Linked DNA regions of Sus scrofa: region 2 is linked to region 1. Evidence: chromatin contacts called from public promoter capture Hi-C data. All regions are on one chromosome and are shown on one strand. The core of a region is the stretch at or near the end of the contact, and the rest is flanking DNA. Distances in the headings are between cores, read along the strand shown.

The links. Promoter capture Hi-C pulls out the DNA fragments that hold promoters and counts their contacts.
Region 2: a promoter capture Hi-C map of liver shows a contact between it and region 1, with 5 times the contacts expected there. The contact joins the promoter of THAP7 here to the promoter of TOP3B in region 1. A contact is called at or near these places in 2 of 5 promoter capture datasets (fetal liver and liver) and 1 of 2 datasets of contacts at active chromatin or transcription factors (alveolar macrophages).

What each region holds. Positions count from the first base shown.
Region 1 is chr14:50,016,640-50,024,163 of Sscrofa11.1, reverse strand. It overlaps TOP3B (DNA topoisomerase 3-beta-1), which reads right to left and starts at 3,752. Exons shown (of 19, transcript XM_021072739.1): 1 at 3,651-3,752; 2 at 1,446-1,559; 3 at 1-176. The coding sequence starts at 60.
Region 2 is chr14:50,590,019-50,597,542 of Sscrofa11.1, reverse strand. THAP7 (THAP domain-containing protein 7) reads left to right here and starts at 3,765. Exons shown (of 4, transcript XM_013983196.2): 1 at 3,765-3,982; 2 at 4,155-4,234; 3 at 4,556-4,711; 4 at 5,447-6,131. The coding sequence starts at 3,770. The coding sequence ends at 6,011. It overlaps LOC100510930 (tubulin alpha-3 chain), which reads left to right. Exons shown (of 5, transcript XM_003133000.5): 4 at 1-677; 5 at 3,052-3,428. The coding sequence ends at 3,348. It overlaps LZTR1 (leucine-zipper-like transcriptional regulator 1), which reads right to left. Exons shown (of 21, transcript XM_003132997.4): 21 at 7,146-7,524. P2RX6 (P2X purinoceptor 6) reads right to left here and starts at 1,667. Exons shown (of 11, transcript XM_021074045.1): 1 at 1,565-1,667. The coding sequence starts at 1,589.

The DNA of each region.
Region 1 (7,524 bases), core at 2,503-5,002:
GATCCTGGCAATGGATTGGGCCAGGGACGGCTTCTCTGCGACCATGAGCACGGTCTTCATCCTGTCCCAGTGCCACCAGGTCCTGGCCTCACTCCTTCACTGCTCTCAGGGGAACAGCAGCCAAGCAGCTCAGATTTTGCCCTAGAGCAGCCCCTTACTGCTGCCAATGCTGACTCCTAAAGAGAAAATATGCAGAAAACAGCACTTGAAACTGGAACTTCCACCACTAATAGGCAAATTCATTCTGAACAACAAAACAAACATGAGGCAAGGGAGTTCCCGTCGTGGCGCTTTGGAAACGAATCTAACTAGGAACCATGAGGTTGTGGATTCGATCCCTGTCCTGGCTCAGTGGGTTAAGGATCCGGCATTGCTGTGAGCCGTAGTGTAGGTCACAGAGGCGGCTCAGATTCTGTGTTGCTGTGGCTCTGGTATAGGCCGGTGGCAACAGCTCCAATTAGACCTCTAGCCTGGGAACCTCCATATGCCACAAGTGTGGCCCTAAAAAGAAAGAAAAACAAAAAAACAAAAAAACACATGAGGCAAGAAACAGAAAACTCGGGAGTTCCCTGGTGGTCTAGTGGTTAGGATTCAGTGCTTCCACTGCTGAAGCCTGGGTTCAATCCCTGCATGGTCTGGGAACTGACAGCCCACATCAAGCCACAGCCAAATAATAAATAAATAAATAGATAGACACACACACACACACACACACACACACACACACGCATGCACAATCACCTCAGAGAAAAGAGTTGAGATGCCTCAAATGACAGCCAGACCATCTGCAGAGGGGCTCGCCTACCTGACAATCAGCCCACTTGTCGGCATCACCCAGGGCCCTGATCTGTGTCCACTCCCATCATCCCAGACATCTCCTCCTCCCTCCAGAGTCATGGTCGTTCCTGCTTCCACCTTGGTCTACTTCCTCTGACTCCCTGCCCTCTCCCTAAAAACCACTGCTGCTGCATCCCCCCCATGGATGGTGTGTGGTTTGTGATCTATGCACCAGCACTCACTGAATGTCTGCTGAATGAATGAACAACCAAAGCTGTTCTTATCCAGCCTCTGTTCTGCTATGGGAAGTGTCAGAGGCCCAGGACCATCCAGAGACTCCCCTTCCCCAGCCCAGAGACACCAGAGGCCAGAAGTGGAAAGTGGTGGCAAATGGAGATTGCTCTGTGAGGGCTTCCAAGTTTCCCATCCCTTCCAGAGTAGGAGGAAGGATTTATCCTATGATGTCCCCTCAGTTTTTCTCGCAGTAATATCACAAGTGTAGCCAGTAATTGTGGTATAATTGTTCTGCCAGGGTCCTTGGGTGGGGGCCGTGTTGTGCTGCTCCGCAGTGGGAACTGCACAGTCGAGAGTTCAAGTTTGTGGCCCTCACCTGTCTGGCCTCTGAGAGCACCCCGGGGGGAGATGCCTTGCATCCCTGCAGCACTTACCACTCTAAAAGTAAACTCCAGGAGAACAGGGGTGTTACTCCAATGGCAAGGAGTAGATGGTGAGCAAATACTACTGAATGGATGATCGCTGAAGATATAAAAGAGTGATTCTACCTGCAAAATGAATAATGAAAATACTTTATCATGTTTAAAATTTAAAAACTGGGGAGTTCCCGTTGTGGCTCAGCAGGTTAAGACCCTGACATAGTGTCCGTGAGGGTGCAGGTTGGATCCCTGGCCTCACTCAGTGTGTTAAGGATCTGGCATTGCTGCAAGCTGTGGCGTAGGTCACCAGTGAGGCTTAGATCAGGTACAACCATCTTAAAGAGGAGCAAACTAAGACTCAGAGGAAGCAATTTTCCAAAGTTTGGGGCAGAAATGCATGCTGCTCTACTTCTAGCCAGGTACTTTCCCCCCGCCCCCCAACTGCACCAAGCTCTACCTCTTAAAAAGATTTCTGCACTCTCAACAAATGTTCTCTGATAATCTTGAGGCCTCCCTATTTTTCCATGAAGACATATCTCCAATTTCAAAATGGAAGCCAATGAGAACAGAAGCTGAAAACAGTGGTTTGCAAAATTTCATTTATATACCATCTTAACATCTTTGCTTTACTGATATTATTATTAACTTAAGGTTCTGCCTTTAAGAAAAAGCTTGAATATATACAAAAGGGAAATTCTATAGCCTCTTAGGAGCTTAAAGCCTGTAGTCAATAACCAGAACTAGATTCTTTCCAGTAACCTACATGGCCTATCGTGTTTAATTTCATTTTTGTTTTTTCGTCTTTTTAGGGCCACACTTGAGGCATATGTAGGTTCCCAGGCAAGGGCTCAAATCAGAGCAAGAGCTACCGGCCTGTGCCACAGCCACAGCAACAAGGGATCCAAGTTGTGTTTACAACCTACACTGCAGCTCAAAGCAATGCTGGATCCTTAATTCACTGAGCTGAGGTCAGGGATTGAACCCGAGTCCTCATGGATACTAGTTGGGTTTGTTACCACTGAGCCACAACAGGAACTCAAGTTCAATTTTGTTGCCTGCCAAAGCTCTGAGCCTGAAGTTTGTCCTCTATTGCATAAAAGGAGATTAGCGAGTGCTAAGAGGATATTAACAGCAAACACCCCAAATTAAGGCTATAATTAGAGGGCTGAAAATCAAAGGAAGTAGAGGTTAACTTGTTATAACCCTGGCCACTCACAAGACAATGGTATGTGTCTTTTGGAAGCACTGTAGATAAAGTCCTTTACCACCAGTGACTTACACACAGGTGGATCACACAAGTGGATCTAGCCTGGGAATGGAGGCCTAGCAGTGGTCTGTTTATCACTTAGAGCCCTAGGGTTTCCCGCCTTAGTCACTTTATCAAACACCTATGGAGTCAGGAGGACAAACCACCCTTTAAGCTCCTCCTCTGCAGCCATGCTATAGCTGAAAACACAACTGTATTTTATCTTGCCAGCAATGCTACAAGGCCTACGTTGTAATTTTTGAAACTGGGTAGACTGGGAGGTTGAAAACAATTCAGACTAGTGTCAGGTGACCTTTGTCAGGGCTCTAGGGACCCCAGAACTCGCTGGCCACCGAGCCCAGGCTGGGCTGAATTTTCATGACCTGTTCTTTTTTTTTGTCTTTTTTGGGCCAACCCGTGGCATATGGAGGTTCCCAGACTAGGGGTCTAATCGGAGCTGTAGCCACAGGCCTAGGCCACAGTCACAGCAACGCGGAATCCTTAACCCACTGAGTGAGGCCAGGGATTGAACCCTCATCCTCATGGTTCCTAGTCGGATTCGCTAACCACTGCGCCACGACGGGAACTCCATGACCTGTTCTAAGGCTGAGGGACAAAAGAGGTAAAATGAGGCCTTTGTGAGAAAGTACTGCCTGGATTCCAGCGAATTTGTTCACAAAAGTGCTCTCCCTCCCTCCTTCCTTCTTCTGCACCAACCACTCCCCGTGGAGAAACACGCCCCGGCTCCCTCCAGACCGAGCTGGGCCGGGGGCAGCAGCGGAGCCTGGACCGCGAACCCCGAGTCTGTCGCCCGCGGCGCGGCCCCACCGACGGCTCGGTCCACAGAGGCTTCAGGGGCAGCGCCAGCTCCCTCTGGGCGCTCCCAGCCCCGCCCAGCGGGAGGAGGCGCCGAGAACCGGAGCCCGGCCTGGACCCGCTCCCGAGCCGCCCGCCACCCGCCGTCCGCCGCTCACCGCGTCGCGGATCCCGCTCCGCCTCTCCCTCCCCGCGGCCTTCGGCGACCTGCTTCCGGGTCCGGCCGCGGACGTCGTCCCCCACGTGCCCTCCGGCGCCGCACGCCGGTGTCTGCGGGTTCCGAGGCGCAAGCGTTCCGGGGCACATCCTCCAGTCGGCTCTAGCCTAGCATTCCGGGTCCGCAGGGGTTCCCAAACCCCGCCCTGGTTTCGCCCTGCTGCGGTCCGCAAGGGGTTCCCAAACCCTCCGCCCCATTCTTCCTGGCCGCGGGGAGGCAATAATGACAATTATCTACAAAGATGAAAACTGGATAAGCGTGAAAACATATATGTTGTTCATAATTAAAAACTAAAAACTACAGATGTGTGTATAGCAGGCTTCTTTCAATGCTATAAACATCTGTGGAATGAATGAATGATCTATGTAAAACATATCTGGAAAACGAATTGGAATATAATCGTCTCTTTCGTGTTAGAACTATAAGATTATGGAAGATTTAAAGTAATTTTTATGGCTTTATTTTTACATATTTTACATAATAGAGTGCACACACTTCCTTTGCTCCCCTAGACATCTCCCCCAATTTGCCTTTATTGAAACCAGCCCTGACAGATGCCCTGGAAAAAGGAAAGTTCTATGGCCAAATTAAGATTGGGAAATGCCCAAAATTCTGTCACCATGAGATCTCACTCTCAAAACAGAACTGCTGATTGCAAACCCCCTCCTTGGCAGGTTCTCCATCTCCAAAATGGCAATCCCATCCTCCTGGTGGCTCAAGCTGCAGGCATTCCGGATTCCTCTTTCTCACACTCCTTATCCATCACCGTCTTCAAAATATACTTGAGATCCAATCCAGCCTCCTTGCCTTGGCTGCCACCATCCTGAGCCATCTCCCTCCTGGCCCCCACATCACTGCCTTGTAGTCTGTCTCCATGCAGCCCCCACTGAAGGTGGCCAGTGCTAAGGTCGAGTCCCGGGTGTCATTAGCTGCCAGAGAGGCAAAACCAGAGCTCCTCTGTCACTTAATCCAGCTCAGGGGTTCATTCTGCAGAGCAAGAGGAGGGACCTGAGGGCTGGACAAGAGGAGGGGCTCTGAGTGGTCGGCTCCAGAAACGCAGGGGTCTCCATCAAGCTGAGAAAGTGCAGTTGGCCTGTACACTCTGCAGCTGAGTCCTCCCCACTTGCCTCCTGGGGAGCAGCGGTCTGGCCACCCTGGGGCCCCTTACATGGACAAATGAGTCAGGTTGAGAAAAGTCCTTAGGCCCCCCTCACTGAGGTGCTGGGGTGGTGGGTGTGATGGCTGAGCTCCTGGGTCTCCTTTCTTTCTGGTTGGACACAGGCTGGGCCTTGGTTTTCCTGATACTGTTAATAGTTAACATCACCCTGTGCTTACTTTGTGCTGGGCCCTTCTCTGTTTTTTTTTTTTTTTTTTTCTTTTCTTTTCTTTTTTTTGTCTTTCTAGGGCTGCACCTGTGACATATGGAGTTTCCCAGGGTAGGGGTCAAATTGGAGTTATAGATGCCAGCCACAGCCACAGCCATAGCAACGCTGTGTCTGAAATCTACACCACAGCTCACAGCAATGCCGGATCCTTAAGCCATTGAGCGAGACCAGGGATCGAACCCACGTCCTCATGGATACTAGTCAGATTTGTTTCCACTGAGCCATGATGGGAACTCCTGGGCCCTTCTCTATTTTCAAGGCATTTGATTCTCATTACAACTCTAGAGACTAGATAATATCATTATCTTGATATCACATATACGGAAACAGGTCACACAGGTGTAAATGGCAGAGCTGGATTCAAAACTAGGCAGCAGGGTCCCAGAGGTCAGGTCAGCTGCTGGCCACAGGGTTTCTCTCTGCTTTCTCCTTCTTGTCATTTCTTCAGGCTCCAGGCCTAGTCTGTGATGACCCAACCGGCCTCGGTGTCTGGGGTCTAGGATACATGGCCAGCACATCCTGCACAGGAAACAGCAGCCACCTTGGGAACATGTCCCAAACTGGTACCAGCCGAGTCCCCAAAGTTCTGTGTTCAAGAACAACAATTGGCCCTTAGGGGCCTGGCTTGGTTCTTTGGCTCCCAGTTGGGCAACACAGCCATCCCGAACACTGCAGGGCTCCAGCTGAGGATGAGACGAGTTATCACTCATTCTATGAGATCACAGCGAAGGCTGTGTGGCTCCAAGCTCGAGACCTCAGGGGAAGTGGGACACACCCCTTGGCCCCTCTAGACACTAGCGACATCTGTTGAGTAAATTTTACTCTTTCATGTCACCAAGATGGATCAATTCTGGCATTTTCCTATTTCTTTTGCTCACATCTTACTGATACCAGTTCCATGTGCATCTCTGCCTTCCCTCATGATGACTAACCATGGCATAATTGATGACAGTTCAATGTGACCTATTTTATTTTATTTTAAGGCTGTGCCCACAGCACTCAGAAGTTCCTGGGCCAAGGATCGAACCTATGCCACAGCAGCCACCAGAGCCACAGCAGTGACAACTCTAGATCCTTAACCTGCTGCATTACCAGAGAACTCCCAACTCTGACCTTTGTACTTGGAAGTCATTTTGGCTGGACTTAAAATCCTTGGCTCACATTCTTTCCCCCTTAAGTATCTTAAATATATCATACATTTCTTTTGGTATAAAATGTTGCTTTCAGCATTCCCATTGTGGCTCAGTGGTAATGAACCTGACTGGTATTCATGAGGACACAGTTTCCATCTCTGGCCCCACTCAGTGGGGTTGAGGATCCAGCATTGCTGTGGCTGTGGTGTAGGCTGGCAGCTGCAGCTCTGATTCGATCCTTAGCCTGGGATCTTCCATGTGCCTTGGGTGCAGCCCTAAAAAAAAAAAAAAAAAAAAAAAAAAAAAAAAAGACAGGCATCAGACAGCACAGTTGTGGCCTGAGGAGAAAGCCACAGACCAATGAAACATAGTAGAGCTCCCAGTCAAGGACAGGATATACGCCTGTCAATCGACTTTTGATGAAGGCACCAATGCAATAGGAGAAAGGAAAGTTTTTTCAATAAATAGTGCTTGAAAAAAAATGAGCCTCAGCTTTTACTTCACACCCTTCTGGCTTCTGCTGCTGTCCATTAGTTTTGTCTATACTCCCCAGAAATGAGAAAAGATAGTTTCTTAGGCTGCAGGCTCCATAATGGAAGTCATTATTTCCCTACAACCAAGAAATTATCATTCTTTTCCTACTTTCTCAGCATATTTTTCCTTAATCAGGAATCACGTACAACAGTGATTTTCAAACAAAGCCATCCTCAGACAATCAGAAAACAACCAAAAATGCAAGTCTTTTCTCCATTTTCCAGGCACAATCTCATGGACTAAAAAAGTTGTTAAGGAGTTCCTGTCGTGGCACAGCAGAAACGAATCCGTCTAGGAACCATGAGGTTGCGGTTTCGATCCCTGGCCTCGCTCAGTGGGTTAAGGATCCAGTGAGCTGTGGTGTAGGTCACAGAAGCGGCTCGGATCCTGCATTGCTGTGGCTGTGGCGTAGGCCGGCGACTACAGCTCTGATTAGACCCCTAGCCTGGGAACCTTCATATGCTGTGGGTACGGCCCCAAAAAGACACACACACACACAAAAGGCATTTGTAGTACACCATTAATTGGAAAACAAGAAAAAACTGCACCAAGGAACATTACGTTGATGGGCAGTGTGCTGAGGCCTTTCTCCCCACCTGGGAAGTACTTTTGTCCAGGGCTGCTCCACAGGTGGCTGGAACTTGAAGAGTCACAGACACCCAAACAGTTCTAGGGTTTCTGGAGACAGAGCTCCTGGGACCATCTCCTGTGACCTAGACGAGCACCTCCTTGCATTCCTTTCTGCCCTAAGGGAATAACTAAA
Region 2 (7,524 bases), core at 2,516-5,015, 570 kb before region 1:
ACCTGTGCACGGGGCTGCAGGGCTTCCTCATCTTCCACAGCTTTGGGGGCGGCACCGGCTCGGGCTTCGCATCTCTGCTCATGGAGCGGCTCTCGGTGGACTACGGCAAGAAGTCCAAGCTGGAGTTCGCCATTTACCCGGCCCCCCAGGTCTCCACGGCCGTGGTGGAGCCCTACAACTCCATCCTGACCACGCACACGACCCTGGAGCACTCGGACTGCGCCTTCATGGTGGACAACGAGGCCATCTACGACATCTGTCGGCGCAACCTGGACATCGAGCGGCCCACCTACACCAACCTCAATCGTCTGATCGGGCAGATCGTGTCCTCCATCACAGCCTCCCTGCGCTTCGACGGGGCCCTCAACGTGGACCTGACGGAGTTCCAGACCAACCTGGTCCCCTACCCCCGCATCCACTTCCCCCTGGCCACCTACGCCCCGGTCATCTCGGCCGAGAAGGCCTACCACGAGCAGCTGTCTGTGGCCGAGATCACCAACGCCTGCTTCGAGCCGGCCAACCAGATGGTCAAGTGTGACCCTCGCCACGGCAAGTACATGGCCTGCTGCATGCTGTACAGGGGAGACGTGGTCCCCAAAGACGTCAACGCGGCCATCGCCACCATCAAGACCAAGCGCACCATCCAGTTTGTGGACTGGTGCCCGACTGGGTTCAAGGTAGGCTGGGCAGCAGCGAACGTTCACCTTTAACCCCGGGGGCAGACCCTGGGATGGAGTGCTGCCCCCTTGCAGATGGCCCCCTGTTCCAGGGCAGTTACACTGCAGGGAGAAACAATTTTAATAATCTGCTAGGTGCTTCAATCTTCCCCAAGTACTGTATATACCCGTACTTCTTACAACCACCCTGTACTACCCATGGGGTAATAGACTAAAATACTTGACATTATAGAGACTGAGACAGCTTTTAGTATCTGACAGCCTCGGGGACAAGGAATAACACAGGGAACTTTCAGAGACCTCTGGCTGCAGGCCTGTCTGTCCACATTTCTCCATTGCTTCCTCAAGAAGCTTGTCATGGTCTGTGCTCATCATTTTGAGGGTTAGAAATCATGGTTTTTAGATTTTTACATGACTTCAGTCACTGGTTGTCACTACATATTAGTTGACACTTATTTTTCTATAAACAATTTTAAATTCCTTAACCAGTGTATACTATGTGGGCAAAGGATGGTTCACTGCTGTTTCTCCAAACCAGCCTGGGAACACTGCCTCACACCCAGAAGCACGGTCATTTTAGGTGGCAACTCAGCTGTATTTAGCGTCACAATGAACCTGTGTTTGGAAGTCAAATAACAGAAGGTCCCACTTTAGATCTATTGTGATTACCAGGCTAAAAGCCTCTCACCATGCCTGCAGTGGTTTACTTTGTGCCCTGGTTTTTGATAAAAGTCCTTGTTCACAACTGATTGAAGACTGACAGAGTGACTCACAGAAAAGGGTAAAATCTCTAACAAATTTCACTGACCTGGAAATGTTCATTAAACCTTTTGTAACAGGTTTGCAGACCTTAGAGTTATACGTGGGGGTTGAAATCCTCCACTCACCATGATCTCTGGAAGGCAAGGACATCCATAGAGGTTTCAGCTGGGCAGCACCATGGTGAGGTGTAGTGTCCTGTACCGATTCCCCTCCTCACTGGCTGAATTCCTGAGCCAGGCGAAGATTGGTCTGTGGAAAGGTACAGGTCACAGCTTTGTCCATAGAAGCTCCTTCTTTTTTCTTTTTTTTTTCTTTTTTCTTTTGAGGGCCACACCCATGGCATATGGAGGTTTCCAGGCTAGGGGTCAACTCGGAGCTATAGCTGCTGGCCTGTGCCAGAGCCACAGCAACATGGGATCTGAGCTGTGTCTGTGACCTACACCACAGCTCATGGCAGTGCTGGATCCTTGACCCACTGAAGCGAGTTCAGGGATCAAACCCGCAACTTCAAGATTCCTAGTCAGATTTGTTTTTGCTGCGCCACAACAGAAACTCCCATAGAAGCTTCTGAATCTTAGAAGATGGTTCTGCCCCAGATGGACTGTGTTGAACTCTCATGGCTTCCAGTCCTTTTTGTTAGTCTGTGACTTCACCATTTTTTCAGGGGTATACTATTTCCAAGGAGTCTTTTCTGTGTTTAAGTTATTTCATTATAAAAAGGCAAGTATGGTGCAAAATATTAAAATGGTCCAAAAAGCTGGTGAAAAGCTGAAGTCCTCTTCCCTTTCAGAGCTTTGTCCTTCAAGAGATACTCTGTGCGTATTCACATCATGCTTCTTGGTAGTGATCTTGACAGCAAGAGGCCAGCAACACAGGCAAAGAAAATACACTCTTTTCATGTAGGTGACAGACTTGACTCATCGCACACAGGTAGCCAAAGGGAAAAGCAAGGTGGCAGCCATCCTGTTTGGAAGGGCTGGCCAGCCTGGTCTTAGAGCTGGGGGGTAGGGGGCACCCCTTGATCAGATCAGAACCCCCTGTACATGCCCCCTGCTCCCAGTTCCTCTGGAGAAGAGCTGCGTCAAGCTGGTGCTGGCTGCCAGCTGCTCCTTAGGTCAGGGCCAGCCATCTGTCCGCACTCTACCAGTTGTTTGTCCTCCAGCATGGTATCTCCCAGCTTTGGTTGTTACTCTGTAAGTATTTTGAAGTATAAACACTCAGGTAGAATTCAACTTGCTCTGCTTTCTACCAAGTATACAATACACCTTGGACATATTTACAGGCCAGGGCAGGTTCTTCATTCCTTTTCATCATGGTACCGTGTTTTACTGTAGAGATGTGTGATAACTTGTTCCCCAGGAAGGACATGTTTCCAGTTTTGCCATTTCAAACAGTACCCTAAACTAAATACATAAAAATCTCTATACATGTAGCTTTTGCTCTTATGTGGGTAAATCCAAAACGTGACAGTATTGGGTCAAAGAATATTAAATGTTGTCAGATACTGCCAAAAAAGAAAGTACCAATTCCCATGGGGCCTTGTTTTAAAAAACAAGGTACCATTTTTCACGCCACAGTATAAACGTCTCCATCTGTTCCCCTTCTCTGGCAGGTGGGCATCAACTACCAGCCCCCCACGGTGGTCCCAGGGGGAGACCTGGCCAAGGTGCAGCGGGCCGTGTGCATGCTGAGCAACACCACGGCCATCGCCGAGGCCTGGGCCCGCCTGGACCACAAGTTCGACCTCATGTACGCCAAGCGTGCCTTCGTGCACTGGTACGTGGGGGAAGGCATGGAGGAGGGCGAGTTCTCGGAGGCCCGGGAGGACCTGGCGGCTCTGGAGAAAGATTACGAAGAGGTGGGCGTGGACTCGGTGGAAGCGGAGGCCGAGGAGGGGGAGGAGTACTGAGCGGGAGGGCGAGGCGGCCCCCCTTCACCCTGCTCTGTAACGTTCCAGATGTGTTTACCTATTAAAGTTTCTGTATTGAGTGTCGTCTGCTCCTGTGTTGCTCTTCGGCCAAGTTCCCCGACCAGATACTTGCCTTTTCCGAGCGAATTCCTAGGGAAAAATCATGTTTCCTCCCAAAGAGAAAAAATGAGGCACCTCAGTTGCTGTATTACTTCCAGAATAAGAGTATAAGGCCAGTGGGGAAATCGGGGAAAATGTTTTAAGTTTAAACACTCCGGATCCTTCGCGCCCTTCCTCCGGGACCGGAAGCGGTCCGGGTCACAGTCGCGGGACCACAGCGTTCACCCTCCTCGCCCCGTCCTCTGGAGGAGCTGCCCCAGAGCCTCCCTCCCGTCCACAAGGGGCACCTCTCATCAGAGGCATGCGTGCCCGCCCAGCCAGGGCTCCGCATCGCACGACCAGCCCGTTCTTGTCAGAGTCGTTTCGGTCCTGCGCGCGGCGCCCCGCAGGCCGACCACTTCCGGGGCCCGCTCCGCCCCTCAGCGAGCGCCGCGCGCTTCCGGGTCTCTATGGTACCGACTTCCGCCGCGAGCCACATCTCGCGAGACTTCGGCGGCGCAGCAATGGCGAGACCGTAAGTGCCGCTGACGGGAGACGGGAGAGTGGGTTGGGAAGGGCCTCTGACGAGATCGGGCCGGTGTGGACGCGCCAGGACGGGGCCGCCTGGAGCAGGGTGGCGGCTAGGGGCGCGAGGCTTGTCCGGGCCCAGATAGCAGCCCGCAACCGAGTTCCTGCCTCTTCTCCAGATGCCGCGTCACTGCTCCGCCGCCGGCTGCTGCACGCGGGACACGCGAGAGACGCGCAACCGCGGCATCTCCTTCCACAGGTCAGCGCGCGTGCGCGCTGGCGCCGAAAGGGTCACGTGTTCATTAGTCTGTCCTGCCCACCTGAGGAGCCTTCACTGCGCACGCGCTTCGGCGGGTCCGGCGAGGCTTGAGTTAGAGGCTGATGGTGGGCGGAGCTGCGGTGGAGAGGGAACTAGCTGCTGTCAGAGGCACCCTGGTGCAGAGCCAGTCGCTTTACGTTTTGAGGCCTCAGCTTCCTAGTCTGTGTGCCCACAGGGTCCGGGGGCAGCATGAGTCAGGCCGGCCCTTCCCATCCGGTGTGTCGCCGGCGGCCCAGCTCTGACAGGCTTGTTGCCCTACAGGCTTCCCAAGAAGGACAACCCGAGGCGAGGCTTGTGGCTGGCCAACTGCCAGCGGCTGGACCCCAGCGGCCAGGGCTTGTGGGACCCAGCATCCGAGTACATCTACTTCTGCTCCAAACACTTCGAGGAGAACTGCTTTGAACTGGTGGGAATCAGGTGAGCCTCCTGCTGACACCAGGGCAGGCCGCCCTGGTTCTTCCCAGCTCAGAATCTCAATTTCCTCTCCGGACGGAAGCAGTTAGAGACACACACACCCCGGGTATCACTGTGCCAGAGGGTGCTCCTGGAGCCCAGGCACGCCAGCAAAGGCACAAACATAGCCGCTCCTTTCAGGGGGTCAGCCCAGTTCTGGTGGGGCCTTTCCAGTCACCTTAATTCTCAGGAGGCTCTCATGGAGGAGATGGGGTACCTCTTAACTTGGCATCCCCCAAACTAGCTGTTTGCAGTGTGCCTCCCACCTGCCCCAGTGCTAGCCCAGGATCCTGTTCAGGGGCTGGGGGGCTGCAGGCTCCGCACCCTGCAGGTCAGCCTGGGGTGCAGGCCCTCTTCTCTACTTCAGACTGCTTTCCCCTACAGTGGGTACCACAGGCTGAAGGAGGGAGCAGTCCCCACAATATTTGAGTCTTTCTCCAAGTTGCGCCGAACAGCCAAGACCAAGGGGCACAGTTACCCACCCGGCCCCCCTGATGTCAGCCGGCTTCGGCGATGCAGGAAGCGGTAAGCGCTGCGCTGGGGGATGTCCCACTTCACGTCTGAGGGACTGGGCTTTCGGATGGAGCCTTGCTGGACAGGGCTCTGAGCCTATGGTTCAGGGATGGGGGTTAGGTGGGCTGGTGAAATGAGGTCACTGAGCCCTGAGCCTGGCCTGTCCCTTGCTCTGTCTCCCTGTAGCTGCTCTGAGGGCCGAGGGCCCACGACTCCGTTTTCTCCACCTCCACCTGCTGATGTCACCTGCTTTCCTGTGGAAGAGGCCTCCGCACCTGCTGCTCTGTCTGCTTCCCCTACTGGGAGGCTGGAGCCTGGCCTCAGCAGCCCGTTCTCAGACCTCCTGGGGCCCCTGGGTGCCCAGGCTGATGAAGCAGGCTGCAGCACCCAGCCCTCCCCCGAGCGGGAGCCCGAGCGGCAGCCGTCCCCTCTGGAGCCTCGGCCTGTGTCACCCTCAGCCTACATGTTGCGCCTCCCTCCTCCTGCTGGAGCCTACATCCAGAATGAGCACAGCTACCAGGTGGGCAGTGCCCTGCTCTGGAAGCGGCGGGCTGAGGCTGCCCTTGATGCCCTGGACAAGGCCCAGCGCCAACTGCAGGCCTGCAAGCGGCGGGAGCAACGGCTGAGGCTACGGCTGACCAAGCTGCAGCAGGAGCGGGCACGGGAGAAGCGGGCACAGGCAGATGCCCGCCAGACTCTGAAGGAGCATGTGCACGACTTTGCCATGCAGCTAAGCAGCAGCATGGCCTGAGTGAGGAGCTGCCCATCAGGGTTCCTGCCTCTTCCTCCTTCAGGATCTGCCTAGAGAGGGACCTGACTTGAGCTGTGTCTGACCTGCCAGATGCCATAATAAAGCGGTTTCTAGGAGTTCCCATTGTGCCTCAGTAGGTTAAGAACGTGACTAATATCTGTGAGGATGTGGGTTTGATTCCTGGTCTTACTCAGTGGGTTAAGGATCCAGTGTTGCCACAAGCTGCACTGAAGATAGCAGATGCAGCTCGGATCTAGTGGTGCCATGGCTATGGCATAGGCCCCAGCTACAGCTCCAATCCCTGGGAACTTCCATTTGACACAGTATGTCCCTTAAAAAAAAAAAAAAGTGGATTCTAGAAAGAAGCCCTGTTCTCTGCCTCTGCTGGGGGTGGGGCCCCCTCCCTCCCCTGAGGTCTGCTTCCCCCCAGACTGGCTGTAGCCTGGAGGGCTCAGACCCTGGAGGCCAAGCTCTTGGCTGTGGAGAGCAGAGCCCAGTTCTTGGCAACCCCTCCCCAAGCAGCTCCTTGTTCTACAACATTCTCTGAGGGACAGGGTGGTGTGCATAGAGGTCGGGGGCAATGCTGGGCAACCTTCACTTGACACTAAGCCTTGATTTACCCAGCTGGCCTTTTTGGAAACAGTCATAAAATCCAGGCCAGATTTACTTCGTTTTCAAGAAAACAACAGACTTCCATCCCCAGACCCAATGTCCTTGGCAGTCAAACATGGCAGAGTGTCTGTGCCCCAGCTGCTGCTCAGCCCCCACTCAGCACAGGCCTGCTTCATCTGCAAAATGGACAAGATTACTGATCTCAGGCTGCTGTGCCTGGCAAGCAGGGAGGGCCCCACAACCACCTTTCTGGTCCCTGAAGATATGGGATGAGGCATGGAGACCAAAGGGCCATGCACGTGGGCCAGTCCTGGCTCAACCTGTCATCTTCCTTCAGTCCAACTGGACCATGGAAGGCCTCTTGGCTCCTGTAACCATCAGCTCAGAGTGTGAGGACTTAACTTGGCACATGACATCTCCCTGCTGGGCCTCAGCCACAAAGGTCCCAAGAGCATAGCTGAATCCTTTTAAGTCCTGGAAATGGGCCTGCAGGGATGTGAAATTTGCTGCCTGGGGCCCTCAGAGTCCAATTTCATTTATTCACTTCATGCCCGGGAGAGGCAGATGCAGAGCAGGATCACAGGCAGGTCTCGAGGCGTCTCCTAGCGTGCTGGTGGCCTGCAGGTAACTCCCCTTGCCCTAGAATGTCCACCTGCATCTGGCACCTGGGGCTCCTCAAGGCCTGAGGTATGGCAGGTGCCCCAATAAGATGAGGCACAGCCAAAGGCAGGAAACTAAGGCGCTGACCATTTTCCCTGAAGTGGCTTCCTGGCAGCCAGGACAGAAGGGTTCTTACTCCCAGAGGGGAGACAGAATCGTACCTTCTCCACTGGAGTGGACTTCACCTTCCATTGGGACAAGGAAGGACTCTGCCTATCCTTAGTTTCCCAGCTCAGGAGCA